2 separate regions of the Callithrix jacchus genome follow, and region 2 is linked to region 1. A link is a contact called in public Hi-C data. All regions are on one chromosome and are shown on one strand. The core of a region is the stretch at or near the end of the contact, and the rest is flanking DNA. Distances in the headings are between cores, read along the strand shown. Region 1 holds the start of CPNE2 (copine 2). Region 2 holds the start of CCL17 (C-C motif chemokine ligand 17).

Region 1 (7,364 bases), core at 1,273-3,772:
GGAGTGCAGTGGCGAGGTCACAGCTCACCACAGCCTCAACCTCCTAAGCAATCCTCCCACCTCAGCCTCCTGAGTAACTGAGACTACAGGCGTGGGCCACCACACCTAATTTTTTTTTTTTTTTTCGTAGAGATGGTGGGGTCTCACTGTGTTACTCAGGCTGGTCTTGAACTCCTTGCCTCAAGTGATCTGGGCTCCCAAAGTGCTGGGATTACAGGCAGGACTGCACTCTGCCTAGAATCTAACTTTAGAACATTTTTTATCATCAGCCAAAGAAACCCTGTGCCAATAGCAATAACTCCTCATTCTCCACTCTCAGGCTGAGACAACCACAAATCTGCTTTGTCTCTCTGTGGATTTGTCTGCTCTGGACATTTCATCTAAATTGAGCCATACACTATTGGTCTTTTGAGACTGGCTTCTTTCACTAGGCATAATATTTTCCAAGTTTGTCCATATTGTAGCATGTATCAATACTTCATACCTTTCTTTCTTTTGAGACAAAATCTCCCTCTGTCACCCAGGCTGGAGTGCAGTGGCGCCATCTTGGCTCACTGCAACCTCCACCTCTTGGGCTCAAGCCATTCTCCTGCCTTCCAAGTAGCTGGGATGATGGGTGCTTGCCACCATGTCTGTCTACTTTTTGTATTTCTAGTAGAGACAGGGTTTTGCCATATTGGCCAGGCTGGTCTTGAACTCCTGATCTCAAGTGATCGCCCACCTTGGCCCCCAAAAGTGCTAGGATTACAGGTGTGAGCCACCATGACTGGCCAGTACTTCACACCTTTCTGCGGCTGAATAATATTCCGTGTGTGGATATACCACATTTTGTTTCTTCATTCATCAGTGGATGGACATTTGGGTGGTTTCCACTTTTTGGCTATTTTGAATCATGCTGCTACATACATTTGTGTACAAGCTTTGTGTGGCCCTATGTTTTCATTTCTCCTGGCTGGATAGCTAGGAGTGGGATTGCTGTGACCCCTGGCCTTAGCACTCTGCCCCCTTGGCTAGGGATCCAGCATCTTCCCCAACAGGCCCAACTAGCTCATCCTTCAAGTCCCTTCAAGGAAGCCTCGCTGACTCCCTCCGCTGAGTTGGGTCTTCTGTGCCATCCCATCTCCAACCTTTGCACATTTCATAATGGTGATATGATTGCCTGGGTCCTGGCCTTGGCCCCAGCAGGTGACCAACTTGAGAGAGACTTTGGTTCACCACTGTCCATCCCAAGGCCTGGCTCTCCTGCTGCTGGAAGGAGAAAAGACTGATTCTGGGACCAGAGCAATCAGGAAAGGCTTCCTGGAGGAAGTGGGGCTGGAGTTGAGTTGATAGGTTGGTTTGCCCCAGAGTTGGGCAGAGGACTTTGAGGGCTTCGGTGAAAGAAAGGTGTGGACAGCTTGGAGAAAGGAAGGATGGATGGACATCAAATAGGCAGAGAACAAAGCTCAGAGCCCCAGGGCTGTTTAGTCTCTTCTTCTCTAAGGCTGCAAAGTGCCAGTGACTCAGACGTGGAGGAAGGCTCCCCGGCTGCTGCAAGAGGCTCCCACATTAACCCTCACCTGCCTGGAATTGAAAAGCCACAATGGAAGCACTAGGCGTTAACCCTCAGCTGCCTAGTCCTTGAGTCCCAGGGCCAAGGGCTGTGCACATGGCCTTGAGACCCCCGAACAGCCCCGCCCCCCCACCCCAATCTGGTTACTTGAGGCTCAGCCTTCTGATGCCAGGTGGTGAACTTGCCCAGAGAGCACAAAATACCGCAGAGTGGCCAGCGGCTTGAGCGCCCCGCGACAGACAAGTGTCCTAAGAATTGGTGCCTCTTCTAGGGAAAAGGAGGCCTGGGCTCCAAGGCCTTAAAGACTCGCCTAATTTTCCGCATGGATGAGTAGCCCCAGGCCCCGTTCGGATCCGTCTTTATCTCACCGTGTGTCATAGAAATGTCATGTTTCCAATCTCTGGCGGCAAGAAAATGCCGAGCTCTTTTGCTATTGGAAAAAAAAAGGGGGGGAAGAAAACACTGCAGTCCCAATCCTGCCCAATACATCCCAGAACCCAGCCTTGGGTGTTGCCCCGAGGGCGCAGCGCCGCTCCCATCGGTGCTGGGGGTCCAGGAGGCTCTGGGGCCCCGCAGGCCCGGGCTGAGCCCTCCCCTCTGTTCCCGCGTCGTTGGCCCTGAGCGCATATCGCTCGGAACAAGGAGGTGCCAGAGGCTTGGGCGAAGCAGGCCTGGGGAGGGCGCGAAGCCGCGGCGTTGCGATCCTCAGCCACCTGAGTCCCAGCCTGGAACCCTCGGACCATAGGGTTCGGGCCCTCTAGGTGCCAGGCGCCTCGAGTGCCCGGGCGCTCCGGGCGCGGGCTGGGAGGGGCGGACAGCGGGCGGGACAGCGCCCCCGCTCCGCCCGTGGGAGAGCGCGCGCCCCTCCAGGAAGCGCCCGCCTCGCCTCCTGCTTCCCTCCCCACTCCCCCCTTCAGCCGGAGGGAGGAGCCCGAGCCGCCGCCGTTGCCGCCGCCCGCCCAGCCCAGGAGGAGGACCCTACCCGGAGCGGCTGGGAGCGCACGCGAGCGGGCCGTGGCCGCGAGGGCAGCGCCCTGAGCCCGTCCCGCGCCCTCGGGCCAGGCCGAGCAGAAGCAGCGCCCGGGCATGCCTGGGCGGCCCAGAGCGCGGGCAGCGGCAGCCGTGCGGTGAGGGCGGTGGCGTCCGCGGGACCCGCGGTGAGTGGGGCCCGGGCGGGCGGGGCAGTGCCCAAGTTCGGCTTTGGGGACGGGCTCCAGGCGCCAGCGGAGGGTCCCAAGGAAGCCGGGTTCCGCCCCCGGGGGCTGCGGCGCTCCAGTCCCCGTCGCCCGCGCGAACCCGGACTCCGGCGCTTCGGTGACTCAGCTCCGACCCAGACACGCGGGGGCGCCCCGTCGACCCCCGGACTGCGGGGGTAGGGCGGCGGGGTCCCCGGGGAGGAGGGCGCCCTCCGAGGTCGGAGCCCAGCTGCTTTGGGGACCGTCCCACCCGCCCGGAGGTTCCTGGAGGGCGTCCGGGAGGCGGAGTCCCGGAGCTGTGGCAACTGCTGAAGGCGTGAGGTCGCCCTGGCTCTAGGCGGGTGCGGGCCCCTCTCCGCACCCCTCTGCACTCCTTTCATCCCTCACTACCCACCCCTTGCCCCAGGCAGCTGCCAGAGGGCCAGCTCCCAGCCCCGGAACGGGGATCGCAGAGGGGGAGTGGAGCTGGGCAGCTTCCCAGAAGTCGGAGAGTGTTTGCAAACTAGTTTTTGTGAAAAAGCTGTCTGGCACCTGTGTGTTTTAAGGGGGTGGGGGTGGGGCATGGAGAGAGCGGGCGAGAAAGGCCCTCTTTTATTCCCGGTTTCCCGCAGCGATGCTCCTCTGAAAATAGAGGGGTCTTACTCCCCTCTTCCCTGCTCTTTCCACCCCATCCCCCAGCCTTGCCCCCTTTCGTCCCCCAGTTGGAGAAGCTCTCCTATGAGGAAGGGGCTGCTTAAAGGGGGCTGTGGTTTGCCCAAGTTCACAGATGTTGCTGGCTCCGGCGGCCAATAGGGGGTTCATCTTGCATCTGAATCCCCTGCCCCATATGTACTGGGGGAAGGGACAAGGGGTCTGGGAGAATGAGCTGAGCCGCCCTTTGTTTTATCTACCCTTAGTTTTTGCTCCCTTAGGGGTGTGTGCTGTCATCAAAGGAGGGGGGCTCTTTCTGCCCCTTGGGCATGCACAGCTTCAGAGACTGTGGGGAGCCCATGGTTTTCTGGAAACAGGCAGTGAGCGCAGATTTTAATCCCTGGCAGCTCCAGCCTGCCTGTGGACAGCCTTGATGGAGAGGCCTGGGAGACCTGGGTCTGAACCCCACCTATGACCAGCAGGGAACTTGGCCCAGACCCTCTACCCCTTGGGTCATCATCTGTGAAATGGGCTACTGTTCCAGGGCCTGCCTCCTGGAGAATGGGAAAGAGCATGAAGGCACGGTTTTATGGCATTCCTCCTGGCATAGGTCCCGGTGAGCTCTAGGACCGCCCCAGGTAGGTGACAGCCAGCTGGATTGGGAGGGGTCATCCAGGCAGATTCCTCCATGGAAAGAACCGGGAGGAAGGGTGACGTGGACGCTTGGGTTCTTCTCTCGGCTGTCATTTCCTATCTGCGTGCCTAGTCACCCCTTGGACTTGGGGTTTTTTTCTGTCTGTAAAATGAGGCAAAGTGTGACATGACCCAGCTTACAGGGCAGCTGGGAGGCTGGAACTGGGGTGTTGGGAGCAGATGTTTTGCAAGTAGGGAGCACTTCATGAGTGGCAAGTGTTGTGTCTCTGGTGGTGTTCCAAGGGACACTTCCTCCCCTGGAATGTCATGAGAATTGAAAAGTGGGGCATAAGGGAAGAAGAGGGCCAAGAATGGAACCTCAGTTTCTAGCAGTAAGGACAGTACCCCATCTGGTCCTCCTCCCAGCCCTCAGTTTCTGTATCTATGCACCTTTATATTCTTTTCAGGTAACTGTGTATTTCTGTAAAGGTAGGATTAAATTAGATTGTGAGGACTCAGGTGCCAGCACTTACTGGTACGTAGTAAGTGCCTGGTGACTCTTAGCTGTCAGTGCCAGGGGAATATTAGGAAGCCTGATGTGAGTGACTGCCTCCAGGTTTCCTTCTGGGATTGTCTCAGAAATCCTGTCAGGATTTCTGGGCTGTTCTAGGGGCAGGGGCCTGGGGTGAATGAAAGAAGACCAGGAGAGGTGGTAGGTCTGATCCAGGTGCCCCATATCTGCCCCCTCTGGCTGGCCTCCCAGGGCTCTAAGGAGTGAAGAGAAAACAAAAGAGCATTCTCTAGTAATTTCCCCCCTCCTGTCAGAGCAGGAGGCATCATTGCCAGGCAGGGTCCCCATCTGAGAAGCCCTCAGCTCAGGGTCAGGGTGCCTCCAGCCTGACGGAGGTCTCTGTCCCTCTCCCTTCTGCTGACCCTTATACACAGACGGTACTGGGGCTCCTGAGTCAGGAGCAAAACACCTCAAGGACCCAGCTCCTACACCCTTGCAGAATATGGCCTCAGAGAGTGGAGGTGGGATCTCCCCCAGGCCATGCTGGACACGGTTTGGGCTCTGTGGGAGCCAGGAGGCGAGGTCACCCTGTGATCTTAGCAGGCAGCTGCTAGAAAAGTCCACAATCACATGTCTCCCTACCTCCCTTTACAGAAGGGAGGATGTGAGGGTCCCATAGTGCCTGAGGACTGAGCTCAGGTTAGAGGCATCTCCTGGCTCCCTGCCCAGTGCCTTCTGCCCTCACTGGGCTGCCTGACCTCAGTTCCCACTTTTGTGGGAGAGTCAAGAAGACTGCTGTTCCATGTCCTGGGACATTTCTTTTTATTTAGTTTTTTATTTCTTTTAAGGCAGGATCTTGCTCTGTTGCAGAGTATACTGGCATGATCTCGGCTCACTGCAATCTCCATCTCCTAGGTTCAGGTGATTCTTGTGCCTCAGCCTCCCAAGTAACTGGGATCAAAGGCACACACCCAGCTAATTTTTGTATTTCTAGTAGAGATGGGGTTTTGCTCTGTTGGTCAGGCTGGTCTTGAACTCCTGACCTCAGGTGATCCACCCATCTTGGTCTCCCAAAGTGCTGGGATTACAGGCGTCAGCCACTGTGCCCGCCCATAGAACATTTCTTTACTTGTCCTGGCCACACCTGCTCTGAGGTCTGTGATGAGACTGTAGTGAGCTTGTGTCACCATCCCTCCTCACTGCTGCATCTCCTGGTTGTATTTTTCTTGGGGCATTTGCCACTCTTAAAAAATCATCTTCTTTACTCATTGGTGCACCAGCTTATCTGCCTTCCTCCCCAAAGGGTGTCAGATCCACAAAAAGTCAAGATCAAACTGTTCATCTTGCTTAGGGCCAGGTTCCTGCACTTAGAACAGTGCCTAGCACATAGTAGGTGCTCAGTAAATCCTTGTGTGAGGAAAGGCTGCACCTGCCCCTCCTTGTAGCCTCCTGTTAGAATGAGTCTGTGATGCTGAGTGATGGATACAGGAGAATTATAAGCTTGCCCTCTTGAGTCTCCGGAGGGATCTCTGTCTCACCATGCTGAGTGCTGAGGAGAGCATGGCCCTGCTGACAGCTAGATTTCAAACTTGTAGCCTACAGAGCTATGACAGAATCTAAGCCATCCAGTGTGTGCTGCTCAGCTAGCCTGTGGCAAACCAGAGTTTGAAACCTGGAAGCTCACCTCCCAGCATTCACCGTGCTCTTACGATACACTTTTCTCAGGTTGGGGCACCAGGGGTGTGTCTCTGAAAGACTGATGGGAGGGCCCGGCATGGTGGCTCACACCTGTAATCCAAGCACTTTGGGAGGTCAGGGTAGGCAGACCAGTTGAACCCAGGAGTTCAAGACCAGCCTGGGCAACATGGCAAAAACCCATCTTTACAAAAAATAAAAAATAAACAAAATTAGCTGGGTGTGGTGGTGCATGCCTGTAGTCCCAGCTACTTGAGAGGCTGAGGTGGGAGGCTTGCTTGAGCTCAGGAGTTCGAGGCTGCAGTGAGCCCTCACTGTGCCACTGTACCCCAACCTGGGTGACACAGTGAGATGAGACCCTGTCCCAAAAATTTAAAAAAAAAGACTGTTGGGGCCCAACCAGGGGAGAGAGGGGTTAATTAGAAGAGTAGTCTTCTGGGAGCTCGGCATACTCCTTCCTGTGTCCTGGAGAGGGGACAGCCAGGGCACATTGGGCAGGTCATATACCCTCAGCTCCTGACGAGACAAAAGCCTGGAGGGAGACAACTTAGTTGCAGGGAGAATGGGGTCCTGAACTGCTAGGCATGTCCCCACCACAGGGCCTTTGCACATGCTGGGAAACAGGTGAGGAAACAGCACGTGCAAAGGCCCTGTGGTTCAGGAACCCATTCATTCATTTATTGAAAAATATTCACTGAGAGTCCAGGCGAGGTGGCTCATGCCTTTAATCCCAGCACTTTAGGAGGCTGAGGTGGGTGGATCACTAGGTCAGGAGTTTGAGACAGCCATGGCCAACATAGTGTAACCCTGTCTGTACTAAAAATACAAAAACTAGCTGGGTGTGATGGTGGGCACCTGTAATGCCAGCTACTCAGGAGGCTGAGGCAGGAGAATCGCTTGAACCTGGGAGGTGGAGGTTGCACTGAGCTGAGACCGCACCACTGCACTCCAGCCTGGGCGACAGAGTGAGATTTCATCTCAAAAAGAGAAAAGTTTACTGAATACCTGCTGGGTACCAGCTATGGCTGGGATAAAGCCACGAATGAGAGAGACCAATGCCTTGCTCTCCTGGGGCTTCTGGTCTATTAACATCCCAGCTCAAATGCGGCCTCCTCTGCCTCACCCCATCACAATCACTTCACCTTGT
Region 2 (7,364 bases), core at 2,473-4,972, 320 kb after region 1:
AAGTGCTGGGGCAAGGGCGGCAGGTGCCTGGGCGGTGTGCCTGGCCCGCTTTATCAGAGGTGTTGAGACAGGGAGTTACCTCGGCTGCTCCTCCCACTCAGATCCAGTCCCCCTTTCACACTCTCCTAACAGGCCTAATGGTGTCTGGCCTGCCTCCCTGCTGTGGCCCTTTCCCTTCCTCTGGCCACAGCACCCTCTCCCCTGCTGCCCCTCCACAAAACTCTGCCTTACTGCCACCTCCTCCAGGGAGTATTCCTGATTGCCCTGATAGACCTCCAGGTCCTAGAGTCCTCACACCATCATAAAGATCTGTCAATACTTCTTGCAGGCCCAGAATTCAGCACATTGTGTCTGGAAGGTCCCTTGGCATCCATCTCACTGCCCGGGAGAACTGACGAGGAATAAGCCCAGTTAATTCCTGGTGAGGAAACCACCTCAAAAATGTCCCTGGTCCCTGCTGCTGCTTCCCAAAGAAGGCTGAGGCACACTGGGCCCTTCACGCCCGTCTCGCCTGCTCTTCCAGTCCTGCGTGGACTCGGTCAGGTGACACTGAAAGTCCACTGCATGCCAGGCACTGTGCTTGGCACTAGGGATGCCCACGGCACGGGGCAAGGCAGACACAGGCTGTCCTCATGTGACTTGTTCTCAGCCTGGCATTAAGGCTGTGCCCCATGCTGGGGTTTCATGCTATTGTCCTAATTTGCCTCTACACATTCCCCTCTCTGCGCCTTTGCCTAAACAGTGCCCCCTGTGACATGCCCTTTCTTCCAATCTTAGTATGAATCTTATTTACAAGACCTAGCCCCACAGCCACCTCCTGCAGGAAGTGAACTGAGTGAATTCTGGCCAGAAGCAACCTCTCCCCACGCTGTGCCCCAAGGCCCTTTAATCTCACCTGCATGTCACTATGAGGAGTCAGGCCCTGTTCCCCCACCCCTACCCACTGTGAACCCCCGAAATAGCAGGCTCTGGCCTCTGCCCACCCTGCAGTGCCAGGCATAGCCCCTAGAGGTTCGGCTGCCCCTGCCAGCCAGGCAGCCTGCACCATCCTTGAGCTGAACCAGAACCTTCCTAGTCCAGAACCTTCTGCTGCTGCTTTCATGATCTGTTCCCCAGAACAAACAGGGGAATTTGGGTCCTTCTGGAGAAAGCTCTGAGTCTGCGAGAAAGCAAGGAGGACTCAGAACTCACCCGGGGAGTTTCCCCAGTGGCAGGGACGGCAGCCGCTTCATCATTAGCAGGCTGCCCACTGAATCACAGCTGTCCTTTGCAGGCAGGTGGAGCCCCCACAAGAGGGTGGGCAGAAGCCACCAGGCTGAGTGCATGAGGGCAGGATGGGCAAGAGGAGTGGTCGCAGAGGCGCTCCCTCCTGCCTCCTCCCGGACCCCAGGCCTGGCCCTGCACCTCTGGGCCCAGGCTCTGTCTCCAGGTCAGGGCCATCTGTGCCTGCACCCTTCCCCTGCCCAGCCAGCCTCCTTTGCAGGGGGACTCTGCAGGGAGCCACCCTGAGGTTGCCCCTCCCTTTTTCTGGGATGTTGGCACCCAGGAGGGGCCCAGGCAGGAAGAGCAGACTCCCCTCCCCCTCCTCTGCAAATGGAAGCCAGCCTTGGGCACAGGACAGGTGGCTGGGGGCAAAGAACCCATCTGGGCTGTGGCTTGAGGAGGGGGCAGGGTCAGGGTCTCTGGCAGCTGATGTGACCCCCAGAGAAGCAGAGAAATGCTGGTTCAAGGCCCACCAAGGCAGACCCCATTTTCCCGAGATCAACCGTCCTGAGGAGGCTGAGGTCCAGAGAGGGTCTGTGAGCTGCCTGAGATCACACAGAGGATCCTGCCCACAGAAAGATTCCTCATGGGCAAGGGAAGACCTGCTCCTAGGCATGGACGCAGCCCCAGCCTCCCAGGTTGCCCTTGTGAGGGGTGGGGAGAGGAGCACCTGGGGCTCCTCCCGAGGTCAAGGGTCCTTGTCTGGTTTCCTTTCATCGGAACCCCCCCTCCCCACCTGAAGACTGATGAGGTTAGCTCTGAGCGATGCTCCGGGAAAGTGGGGTTTCCACAGGTATCCCCAGAACGTAAAAACAAGAAACAAAAATCTCACGACACAGAGCGGCTGTTGCTGTTACCAGGACTGCTCATGAAAACGTAGTAATGATTCAGCGATCAACACAGGGACTGTGATCTCGCAGGACTGTGAGAGGGCGGAAGGCACCTGCGCTATGTTGCCGAGGGGGCACTGCTGTCATTTTGAGCTGGCCCTGGTCATGCAGGGACAGGGCAAAGCCAGGCCTAGGTCCCCCATGTAACAATCAGAGTCCAGGTGCTGCCCTGCCTTGAGCCGCCCTGCCCTGGTGCTGCCCACCTGGAGGGCATGGGACCCTCATTCTACTGAAGGGACGCCCATGCTCTGGCTCCCGGGAGCCCTCACAGGGTGACTGGCAATTTCCTCGGGTGGCCAGGTGCCTGACCCGTGTGCAGTGATGCTGTGGCCTGGGGCTGAGACCCTAGAGTCACAGATAAGCCAGTTCACCAACTTGATCTGCCGCCTTATGCCTGTAGTTCTTTTTTCAGCTCTGCCCCTACTGGAAAGTGGACTTGCGTTCTGTCATTGCCCTGCAATGGGCTGGGGTGCCAGGAAAGTCAGCTCAGGGCCTGGCTCAGGATGGATCCTGACCAGGCATCCAGTACGGACTCCGGGACACAGCTCTGCTAGAAGCGAGAAGCGGCATCTCCTACAGACCCCTTTGTTCTGTTCTGCATCTTTTTTTTTTTTTTTAAGACTCAGTCTCGCTCTTGTCCACCAGGCTGGAGTGCAATGGTGCGATCTCAGCCCACCGCAAACTCCGCCTCCTGGGTTCAAGCAATCCTCCTGCCTCAGCCTCCCAAGTAGCTGGGACTACAGGTGCCCACCACCACGCCCTGCTATTTTTTGTATTTTAGTGGAGACGGGGTTTCACCATGTTGGCCAGGCTGGTCTCGAACTCCTGACTTCAGGAGATCCACCTGCCTAGGCCTCCCAGAGTGCTGGGATTCCAGGCGTGAGCCACCGTACCCAGCTCTGTTCTGCATCTTAGTGTAAGGCAACCCATTTAGGGGAACGTGGTTTCCCGAGCTATTTGGATTGAATGGTGATCGAAGTACCACTGGGCTCTGGCCTCCTTCGGTCAGGGCCTAGCCTGGGGTGGGACAGGCAACCAAAGCTGCTCTGTGCCCTGGCTGGGCCTCAGTCTCTCTCAGAGGCAGATAAAGAATGGACCTCCCTGCAGAGTGATGCCCCTGTGCCCATGGCCCACAGCCAGTGTGGCCCCCAGTGCCCTGAATCTTGCCCACAGTCCAGGAGAAGAGCCCTGCTTGATTTCTGCTGGTTGACTCCCAACACCTCATCTCCCCCGACTCAGGCCGCCATGCATGAAGGATGCTTTCTAGCCACAGAGAGATGAACTCAGTTGTGGATGGAGGCTTTTCAATTCTAATAGAGGAACCAAGAAATGTCCCCTCTGAAAGGAGAAGTGTGTCACTGCATGGGCTCCAGACACATGTACCCCACCTCTGTCTCCAGTTGAGTGCCCATTCTCTGGAAATCCACAAACATTCCAAGAGCTGGACTTCTCCTGAATCATCTCAAATTCTTCAATCTCCACTGGTCTAGTGAAGGATGTGGGGAGGTGACAGAAGGCGGGGCAAGACCCCCAGGGAGGTTAAATTAGTCACTGCCACCCTCAACTCTCAGCAAGGGTGTCTCCCTGAGCAGAGGGACCTACATGCACAGACTCCCTCCTGGACTTCTGGCACCATGGTCCCACTGAAGATGCTGGCCCTGGTCACCCTCCTCCTGGGGGCTTCTCTGCAGCACATCCATGCAGGTGAGAGCAGGGAAAGGTGGCCAGGGGCAGGCACTGGGAGGACAGGAATTGGGGGCATGAAAACCACCAAAGCAACACACACACACACATTTGTGTATTGTTGACACCCCACCTACTCCCACCCCACAAAAAGACCTGAGAAGCCCACAGCACTAGGATTTTGAGGGAAACGAGCAGAGAAAAATGTCGATGGTGTTGATGATGTCCCAGCTCTTGCAGGTGGGCTTGGTAAGGACCAACATGAGCACATCTCGAGCTGCAATGGCTGTGAGGTTGGGATTCAACAGCTGTAGTTGTGCAATGGAAAAAGAAAGATTCTCAAAATTATTTATTAGCATCTATTTTATTAACAGGTTTTATGCACAATGAGAGAATCAGCATAAAGCTTCCAAGAGCATGTAAAAAAGAGTTTCTTTTTTTTGAGATGGAGTCTCTCACTCTGTCACCCAGGCTAGAGTGCAATGGCGTGATCTTGGTTCACTGCAACCTCTGCCTCCCAGGTACAAGCGATTCTCCTACCTCGGCCTTCTGAGCAGCTGGGATTGTAGGTACCTGCCACCATGCGGGGCTAATTTTGTGTTTTTTGTAGAGATGGGGTTTTAACATATTGGTCAGGCTGGTCTCGAACTCCTGACCTCAAGCAACCCACCAGACTGGGCCTCCCAAAGTCCTGGGATTACAGGCATGAGCCACTGCGCCTGGCCTAAAAAACAGATTCTTATATTAGGTTAGGAAAGGAAAGATGAAATAAGGTTGCCAGGCATAGACACACAGGACTACACACAGACACACACACACGTGGGCACTCACAGGACACACAGGATCCCCCACAGACACACTCAGACATACATACCCACAAACACACAGGATCCCCACAGCATACACAGAGGCCTCACACATACTGGTGTACATTCACACACACACATATACATAGGCAGTGACACATGCAGTCACCACACAGATGCACACGTGGACACGCACATGCCAACCTTCCACAGACACACCCAGGGCTCCCACAAAACACAGGCAGACACTCACAGACACCCCACCCTGCTTCCTCTCCCTGCAGCTCGAGGGACCAATGTTGGCCGAGAGTGCTGCCTGGAGTACTTCAGGGGAGCCATTCCCCTTAGAAAGCTGTCTACTTGGTATAGGACCTCCCAGGACTGTAACCGGAAAGCCATTGTGTAAGTGCCCCTGGTCCCACCCCTGCTTCTCTGGGCCAAGCATGGGGACAAGTGGACCCTGAAGCTCCCAGAAAGGCCACCGGGAAACAGGGATGATACAGTGGGGACCTTCCTCCCCAACCCCTACAGGCTCCTTGGGGCAGTTCATGCACCCATGCTGTGGGACCCAAAAGGGCTGCAGGGCATCAAGTCCAACCTGTTCCTTGATTGTGGTGAAATCGAGGCCCTGGGAGGGATGAACTCCCCAGGTCACACAGCTGGTCAGGGGCAATGCGGTCACCTCCCCTGGCCTGGGCCTGAGCCCTCCCCACAGTCCCCACGTCTCAGGCTCTAGGCCGTCTTGGGGCAGTCTGAGGGGTGGTAGTCTGAGCCCTCCCCACAGTCCCCACATCACAGGCTCTAAGCCATCTTGTGGCAGTCTGACAAGGTCCTGCAGCCCTGGCTCCCTGTGAGGGTCCAGATCACTCAGGACAGAGCCTGATGTCCCAGACCTGCCACCAAGGCCCCAGGTGACTACAGCAACTTCCTGCCCCTCTTGGAGTCTTGGAATCCTGCTCAGCACAGGATGGGGCCATCCTGGGGACTCTGGGGCCCTTCTCCCTCTGACATCCCTGGGAACATCCTCTCTCTGTGTAGGCTTGTGACCGTCCAGGGCAGGGCTATCTGTTCGGACCCCGAGGACCAGAGTGTGAAGAAGGCACTTAAATACCTGCGAAGCCTGCAGAGGTCTCGAAGCCTCCTCACCTGGGACTCCTGACTGTCTCCTGGGACCACCCGGTACCTCCAGCATCTGTGTTCACCACCCCAACCCCGAGTGCCTGGGTCCAAGGGAGGCCTTCCAAGGACAAAGAAGAGCCACACGGAGGAAGATCCCAACCCCTTGTCTGAACTGGAGCCTTGGGCACAGAAGGGCCCAGATTAAATTCTTTCTGCTCAGTCTGTGTCAGTGTGTCCGTCCCCACAGCGCAGGACGCGGTTCCACTCCCGCCTGTCACACTGGGAGGGTCCTCAGAGAACATCTGGTCCTTCCCTGCGCAGGTCGGAAAGAGAAACTGAGGCTGAGAGGGGCACGTGGCTTCCACAGACCACGAACCAGTGAGGGGAGGCCCTGGTGAGAGGCCCGGGCAGGGGCAGGGCTGGCAGGTTCCTGGGAGGCGGCAGCTGGATTCTCTGTCTGAGGTCTTCCAGTTTCTCCCCAGCCCAGTTCCTGCTCTTGCCCCACGTGGAGCTGGGGACAAGCTTCCTTGAGGTGCTGGAATCAATTCCACAGACTGGCCAGGACCCTCCCGCAGGCCGCAGCTCCGCCCAGTGCTGGGGAGCCCCCTGGCGGAGGGTGGGGGATCCTGCAGCCCCGTCCCTGCCTCCCCTGCACTCACTGCAGGCCCGCTGGCCCGGCTCCTCCGGGTCCTGGCTCCCTCTCCCCACTCAAACTGCAGACCAGCTCCGGGGCGAGCCGGCTCTGTGGGTCCTGGGCCCTTATGCGGGCCCTGGGTCCTCTGCCTGCAGCTACCCTCCCAGCCCCCTCCAACCGCAGGTAGGAGGGTGCCAAGCGGCCGCCGTTCCTCCTGACTGAAGTGTGATCCCCGCCTCCCTGGCTGACCCCCAGCCCAGTTCAGCCGCACCCAGCCTGCAGGAATCCGGCCCAGTACAGCCCCCCACCGACTAGCTCCCCCAGCTCGTGGGGACTGCCCTGCAGCCGACCCCTGCTCCGCCTGGTTCTCCCATTGGTTCGTGTGTGGGCGGGGGAGGGGGGCAGTCGCAGCTCCTCCATTAGGTTGAGAGCTCCGTGAGCCACTCCGGGCACGTCGCACCCCTGTGCTCAAAAATATGGGGATTGCAGGCTCCGGACACCCCACCCCCAGGCCCCTCTGCCCAGGCTCAGCTGAGGGCTGAACACAGTGTGCAGCGGGGGAGGAATCAGGCCTTCGTGTCCCAGTTCTCTCTCACTCTCCCAGCCAGCGATGCGGCCGTGGCTTGTCTCTCTGAACACAGTTTGGCGGCAGGGTCGTGGGTCCTTCTCTTCCGAAGACCCTGTGGCAGGCGTTGCTTAGCGGGGCGGCGGTTAGGTCAATTTCCAGGCCTGGCTGGGAATTCTGCCCCCTTGTGGCCAGTCAGCTCGTTGCAGGGAAGATGACAACGCAAGTTCACTTTCCAATATGGGCAGGAATAGAATAAGAACAGCAAAATGAGGTTGATAAAGCCAGTAAACTGGCCTATCTGTGACTCTAGGGTCTCTTCGGCTGCAAGTGGGCTCTTCTCCTGTCCTGATGCCGAGGAATATCTCTCGAACAACTGCCTCAGACCCAGAGCCCTAGGGGTG

Evidence for each region. Hi-C and Micro-C count contacts between places; a contact is called where the count stands out from the background.
Region 2: a Hi-C map of skeletal muscle shows a contact between it and region 1, with 5 times the contacts expected there. The contact joins the promoter of CCL17 here to the promoter of CPNE2 in region 1. A contact is called at or near these places in 2 of 3 Hi-C or Micro-C datasets (both in skeletal muscle).

What each region holds. Positions count from the first base shown.
Region 1 is chr20:14,965,563-14,972,926 of calJac240_pri, forward strand. CPNE2 (copine 2) reads left to right here and starts at 2,523. Exons shown (of 15, transcript XR_013530505.1): 1 at 2,523-2,709.
Region 2 is chr20:15,287,463-15,294,826 of calJac240_pri, forward strand. CCL17 (C-C motif chemokine ligand 17) reads left to right here and starts at 3,723. Exons shown (of 3, transcript XM_008985929.5): 1 at 3,723-3,857; 2 at 4,927-5,044; 3 at 5,681-5,980. The coding sequence starts at 3,788. The coding sequence ends at 5,801.